Linked DNA regions of Rattus norvegicus: region 1 is linked to region 2. Evidence: chromatin contacts called from public Hi-C data. All regions are on one chromosome and are shown on one strand. The core of a region is the stretch at or near the end of the contact, and the rest is flanking DNA. Distances in the headings are between cores, read along the strand shown.

Region 1 (2,724 bases), core at 66-2,565, 130 kb before region 2:
CCCCCGTTCTGTCTGTATGTTTACCGCGTTTCTGTCAGTCACTACGAACACCCTTCCCTTACAGCAATAGTTCCCTTGAATTTCAGTTGGACTCGTTTCCCAGCCTTCGTTATTAAGCACGCTCTGTGACTAATTCTGGAGTGGAAACCAAGCAAAGTGACATGTGCATCTTTCTAGTCCTGTCCTTGGAAGGCATGGACGTGCTGTCTCCCTCCGCCTTCTGCCCTTTATCACTGTCTGCAAGTGGACTTGGGATGAGCCATCTCACACTAATTTGACAAAGACATAGATAGACCTTGGGTGAACCCTTAGGAGGAGCCTGGGTTCCTGATAACTGTGTAGTAGAGTCAGACCTACAAGATGCGAGTGAGGGCGGGGGCGGGGTAGGGGATGGGGATGATTAAGACAGGGTCTCACTGGCATGGCCTGGAACTCCCTATACAGACCATGCTGGGTGCTGAGATTAAAGGCCAATACCACCAAGCCAGTGCCAACTGGGTCCTGAGTATCAACTTTCTACTAGGTTCAAGCCCACTGTTATTTTGGATCTCTGGCTTAGCAAATAAATTTACATTCAGACACATGCAAATGTTGAAAAAGGCTGAGTTTCAAAGATTTTTTGTAGAAGTTTACCAGGTAGACAAAAGGAGAGACTTTTCAAGGCAAAGAGAAACAATCCTCCTGGGAGTTCAAGCCTCTGATTGCAGCACAGAGGAGTTTGGAGTTGGGGGAGGGGGAGTAGAGGGAAGCGAGAGGAGGGGGGATTGGAGGGGTGGAGGGGAAAAAAAGGAAACCACAATGGGAAGCAATAACACACACACACACACACACACACACACACACACACACACACATCTATAGATGGATGATAGATAGATGATAGATAGATAGATAGATAGATAGATAGATAGATAGATAGATAGATAGATAGATTGATAGATAGCAAGCAAAATCTTGAGTCCCATGCCCAAACTCAGAATCCCGGAGATGGGTCCAGCCATCTGCATTTCAATGGGGGCCTCAGGTGCCTGAGAGTTAAGCCGCAGAACTACACCATCTACTTCAAAATATCCCTAAGTGTTTAATGAAGGAAACCAAGCTTGAGTGCTCAGGAACCCTGGCCTGACTTCCAAGAGGGACTGAAGGGCTGTCACGAGTACAAGAAACTGGTGAAGAGTCACTTCTAGCAGATCCCACTCGGAAAGCCTGGAGCACAGCCCCACCCCCACCCCCGTTGCCATGGAGATCCGGGCACCCTGCCGCACCCGCTCACGCCTCTAGAAGACTTAGAGGAAATTTCGGTAGCCAGGGTCGAGTACGGACCCAGCTCCTGGCTTCCTGCTGCTGTACCCGCTAGGTTGGCTGCAAGAGCCCGGGGTGGTCGCGAGAAGCGTCCCCTCAGGGACCCAGAGCCTTCTTTGAGGGATCCCGAGAGCCGAGGGCCGGTCCTGAGCAGTGTCCCCCCGGAGCCCGAAGACGCGCTTGAGGAGGCAGCGTTTCCCTCAGGGACCCGAACGTAGCGGGCGCGGGCGCCGAGCGCTTTCCCCCACGCCCGAACCCCGCGGGTGGTGTGGCTGTACTTGAATTAAACGGCCTCCGCGGGCGGTCGCCTCCCGGGGCTCCCGAGGGCCTGGTTCTGCCTCCAGCGCCCCAAGTACAGAGGTTGCCGCGTCTTCAGCCCCAGAGCCCCGGGGAAACATCCCAACCTTAGAGAAGGGCGGATTCGCGGAGAAGGTGGTAGGACCTTTTTCCCTTGGATGCTGAGGGTGCGAGGCCAGGGGGACCTAGTGGGTCTGTCCTTAATGGGCTGTGGTGAAATTCACCCTGGGGGTGGGAGAGAGGGTGGGGGTGGGGTGGGAGGATCTCTAGTTGTTCCTTCCATCCCTGAGTGCAAGTTTTCCTTGCAGTTGGAAGTATGGGGTGTTCCGATGGGCTAGTAGTATATGCCGCAAGAAAGGGGCAATCAAGAGAGGTGCTGTAGAAAGAGATTTACCAAGGTAACCCTTTCTTTTCTCAGAGACCATGCTTAAGACTACAAGGATAGCAATCTCCCTGGACCACCTGAATTGAACCTGAAGCTTGAGTTATTGACATCAGGGGCAGTTGACATCAGAGGCAAACATGTTGGATCCGAACAGTGCAATGGACTTTTTTGACCAAGAAAATATGGAGGAGCTCTCCCAACTCGCTTCCCTAGAGATGTCAGGGGATTTAGTTTCCAAGAGAAAACCTTCAGCTGCGCTAGAAAAATCTAGCTATCCAGACTCCGTGTACGTTACGGCGGCAAACATTTTTCAGGGTATTCGAATCCAAAGGCCAGCAGACAAAGTCATCATAAATTACGGGGATGAACTCTTGCCGTCCTCCTGGACCCAGGCCGAGGAAGATTCTTTTCAGCGTTTGTCCTATGAGTTGGCTTTCAGTACCCTGAAGTGTGAGTAATACCGGTTTTGGAGGTTACCAGAGGCTGGGGGGTAGGGGATGGGGAGGCAGGCGAGTAGAGAGGGGGTAATGGGGCGAGAAAGCAAGGAAATTAATGGGATGCGGAACGTAGCCTAGCCCTTCAGACACACCATTTTTTAGTCGTGTGTGTATCTTTGGTGAATTACAACCGTTTAAAAATGAAGGATTCTAAGGGAAACTACAGAGTGTTACTGCACTTGTCAGATAGGTATAGTGAAGTCATGAAATGAACAGGAGTCAGCATGGTTGTCTAGGCCTGTA
Region 2 (2,947 bases), core at 120-2,619:
AGCTGTGGAGGGACGGCCCTGTTCTCTATCCAGAGTTACACTGCTCTATGGGCTCTGAGTGTAGATGCCTGGTTCAAACCCCAGGACTGCCACTTGTTGTTCCTGACCTTAGCCTTTCTTTTTCAGTGTATGAGCATGTCACGCGTGTGTGAAGGTCGGAAGTCAACCTTGGGCTATTCCTCAGGAACCATCCACTCTGTTTTGTGAAGCAGCCTCTCTCTACTGGAACCGGGGATCGCTGATGACACTAGGCTGCCAGTGGGCTCCTGGGACCCACTGTCTCTTCTTCAGTGCTGGGAACGGACACATGCACTGCCACCAGGCCCGGCACTGCCACCATATCAGTTTTTCACCTGGGTGCTGCAGTTCGGACTGAGTTCTGTATATAACCACTTTACTGACCGAGCTGTCTCTGAGCCCCATGTTTGTTAATTCTGAGTCCCATCTTGGGAGAAGCGTGTACCTGGGGAGAAAGAACCTCTTCTGAAGGTCTGTGTGGTGGTAAAGAGCAGTTCTAAGCCTGGCTTTATCATGCCACAGTCCGGGGTTTCAGTTTCTCTGGTGTGATCGGCAGGTGGTCTGCCTTTGCAACTCTGAGTTTGCGGGAGAAATGAGAACACGTAAGCCGAAAGAGCTGCCAGGAGATCGCAAAGAAACAAAGCAGTGGCATACCGTCTGGCATATTGTGGGGACCCATCCGATGCTCACTTCCCCTCATCTCCAGGCTCCAAAAGATTCCATCTCTCCAGGACTGGTCATTTCTCCCACACCCAGCTAAGTTAGGTCCCTGGCTTCTTTCTTCCTCTGATTAGAGGATGTGACGGAATGCCACAGATCTCCCCTGGACCATGAGGAGCAAGTGAAAGTGAGGCAGCCCACATGGGCAGAAAGAAGACGGTGGCTAATGTCCACAAAGTGTCACCCTGCCTACAACACAGTGAGTCCTCTAACTGCTGGGGTTAAATGACTCTGGTACCAAAATAGATCTTACAAACTAAGGAGACTCAGGCAGACAAGTTAAAAAGTTAAAAGGTTAAATGTTACCAATGAAATCCCGAGACACTCATTTTTAGCAATGGCCATTTTAGCTTAATTACTGCGTAATGACATCCACTGAGCACCAATTAGCTCCTGGAGACCTACGAGGGTGAGTGAGGTTCAGTCCCTACCCTCTTGAGGCTTCTTAAGAGGAGACACACAGTGCGAATCTATCCTGTGGCTCCTTGAGATGAGGGCACACAACGGGCACAAGCTGTGTTGGTTGGGAGCTCATAGAAGGTTTTTGACTCAGAGTGAGTCACAGACAGTGTCCTAAACAGTGTGGTGCTGTGCTGAGCTTGGAAGACAATGGATTCACTCATTCATAAGCATTTTTTTTTTTAATGCTTACTGCAATGCCAAAAAAGAGGGATGCCTCAATGAACACTCAAACCATCACTCCACTGAGCACTGCTTCAAAATGCTGCAAGGGAGGGCTGAAGAGATGGCTCAACGGTTAAAACATTCGCTGCGATTGCAGAGGACCTGGGTTTGATTCCTAGCAACCACCTAGTGGTTCACAACTACACGTAGCTCTAGTTCCAAGGAGTCTAACACTCCTTTCTGACCTCTGTGGGCAACGCGCGCTCGAGGGCGCGCATACACACACACACACACACACACACACACACACACACAGTGCACAGAAATACATACAAGCCCAACACTCATACACATACAAAAATTCTACAAGTCGCACAGCACATTCATTTGGGCTGCCATACCAAGGGGTGTGCAACTTCATCGCTGAGGACAAAAGCATCAACACAACAGCTGTATGGGGATTGGAGCGATGAGCACAGCGGCTTGGGGCCCAAGGAGAATTGCTATGGAAGGAGGCCAGTGTTTGTTCCAGGTCGAATGTGTCAGCGTTAGGGGACACTCCCCACTATCCAGCTGTGCTGATTCTTGCTTTGTGTCCCACCTAGAGATGAGCCATCCTTAAGGCCACATTGCAGGCGGGAAGGAGGGCGATATAGGAGAGGACGTGGCATGCCCTCCTCCACAGAAGGCCACATCACCTGGCTCCGGGCAAGCTCCACGGGTGAATTTGAAGAAGTTCCAAGTCTTCTGACAGCCAGATTGTGTGTCTATCTTGGAAGGAAGGCACGATCCCAGCATTACTTTTTCAAAGGCTCTGGGTATAGCAGATATTTAGAAAGGGTTCCAAGCAAGTTTGGTAAGAGTTCCCACTGATCAAGATACCAACTCAAGCACATGCACTGAGGGATGCAGTAGGGAGTTTGCATGCCTGTGACCACAGCACTTGAGAGGCAGAGGCAGGAAGATCTGGATTCAAGGCTAATCCAGGCTATATGATACCTTGTCTCAAAACACTGAAGGTGCCTGGCGTGGTGGTGCACACCTCTGATCCCAGCACTTTGTGGGCTGAGGCAGATGGATTTCTGTGAATTTGACGCCAGCCTGGTTTACATAGTGAGTTCTAGGACAGCCAGAACCACATAGTGAGATGGTGCTAAAAAAAAAATCCAAAACAAACAAATAAACAAAACCAAAAAACACCCCCACAGCCACCACCACCAAAACCAAAACAAAACACACACACATACACACACACACACACACACACACACAACCAAATCATACCAACAACACAATAACAACAACAAAACATACTGTAGGGAAAACAAAACAAAAAGTCACTAGCCAGTGTCTAAGGAAATAGTTAAGTGGCTCTGCTGAAAAAGAGGCTAGGAATTAGGAGTACACAGGAGAAATGACGCAGGAAGTATGCACTAAGATTGAGTCACACAACCTGTGGGGCCCTGGCTAGAGGTGCAGGTGAGGGGGGTCCAAAAGCCCAGAGCTGAATGCAGTGTTCAATACAAGCCCTGAGACGGTGATTGACACCTCAGCCATAGCTCCACACAGGGGCAGGGCTGAGCTG

What was found. Hi-C and Micro-C count contacts between places; a contact is called where the count stands out from the background.
Region 1: a Hi-C map of liver shows a contact between it and region 2, with 4 times the contacts expected there. The contact joins the promoter of Nsun7 here to the enhancer-like site in region 2. A contact is called at or near these places in 9 of 12 Hi-C or Micro-C datasets (Schwann cells, frontal cortex, hepatocytes and 4 more) and 1 of 1 datasets of contacts at active chromatin or transcription factors (oligodendrocytes).

What each region holds. Positions count from the first base shown.
Region 1 is chr14:42,287,549-42,290,272 of GRCr8, reverse strand. Nsun7 (NOP2/Sun RNA methyltransferase family member 7) reads left to right here and starts at 1,315. Exons shown (of 12, transcript NM_001400916.1): 1 at 1,315-1,734; 2 at 2,018-2,434. The coding sequence starts at 2,122.
Region 2 is chr14:42,157,028-42,159,974 of GRCr8, reverse strand. The region is part of intron 9 of Apbb2 (amyloid beta precursor protein binding family B member 2); the gene reads right to left. Among named protein-coding and RNA genes, the nearest start is that of Nsun7, 130 kb to the left of the region's middle. Within about 2 kb of position 1,369, at least 25 of the 93 cell types and tissues checked have an H3K27ac peak or open chromatin away from gene starts, as enhancers often do.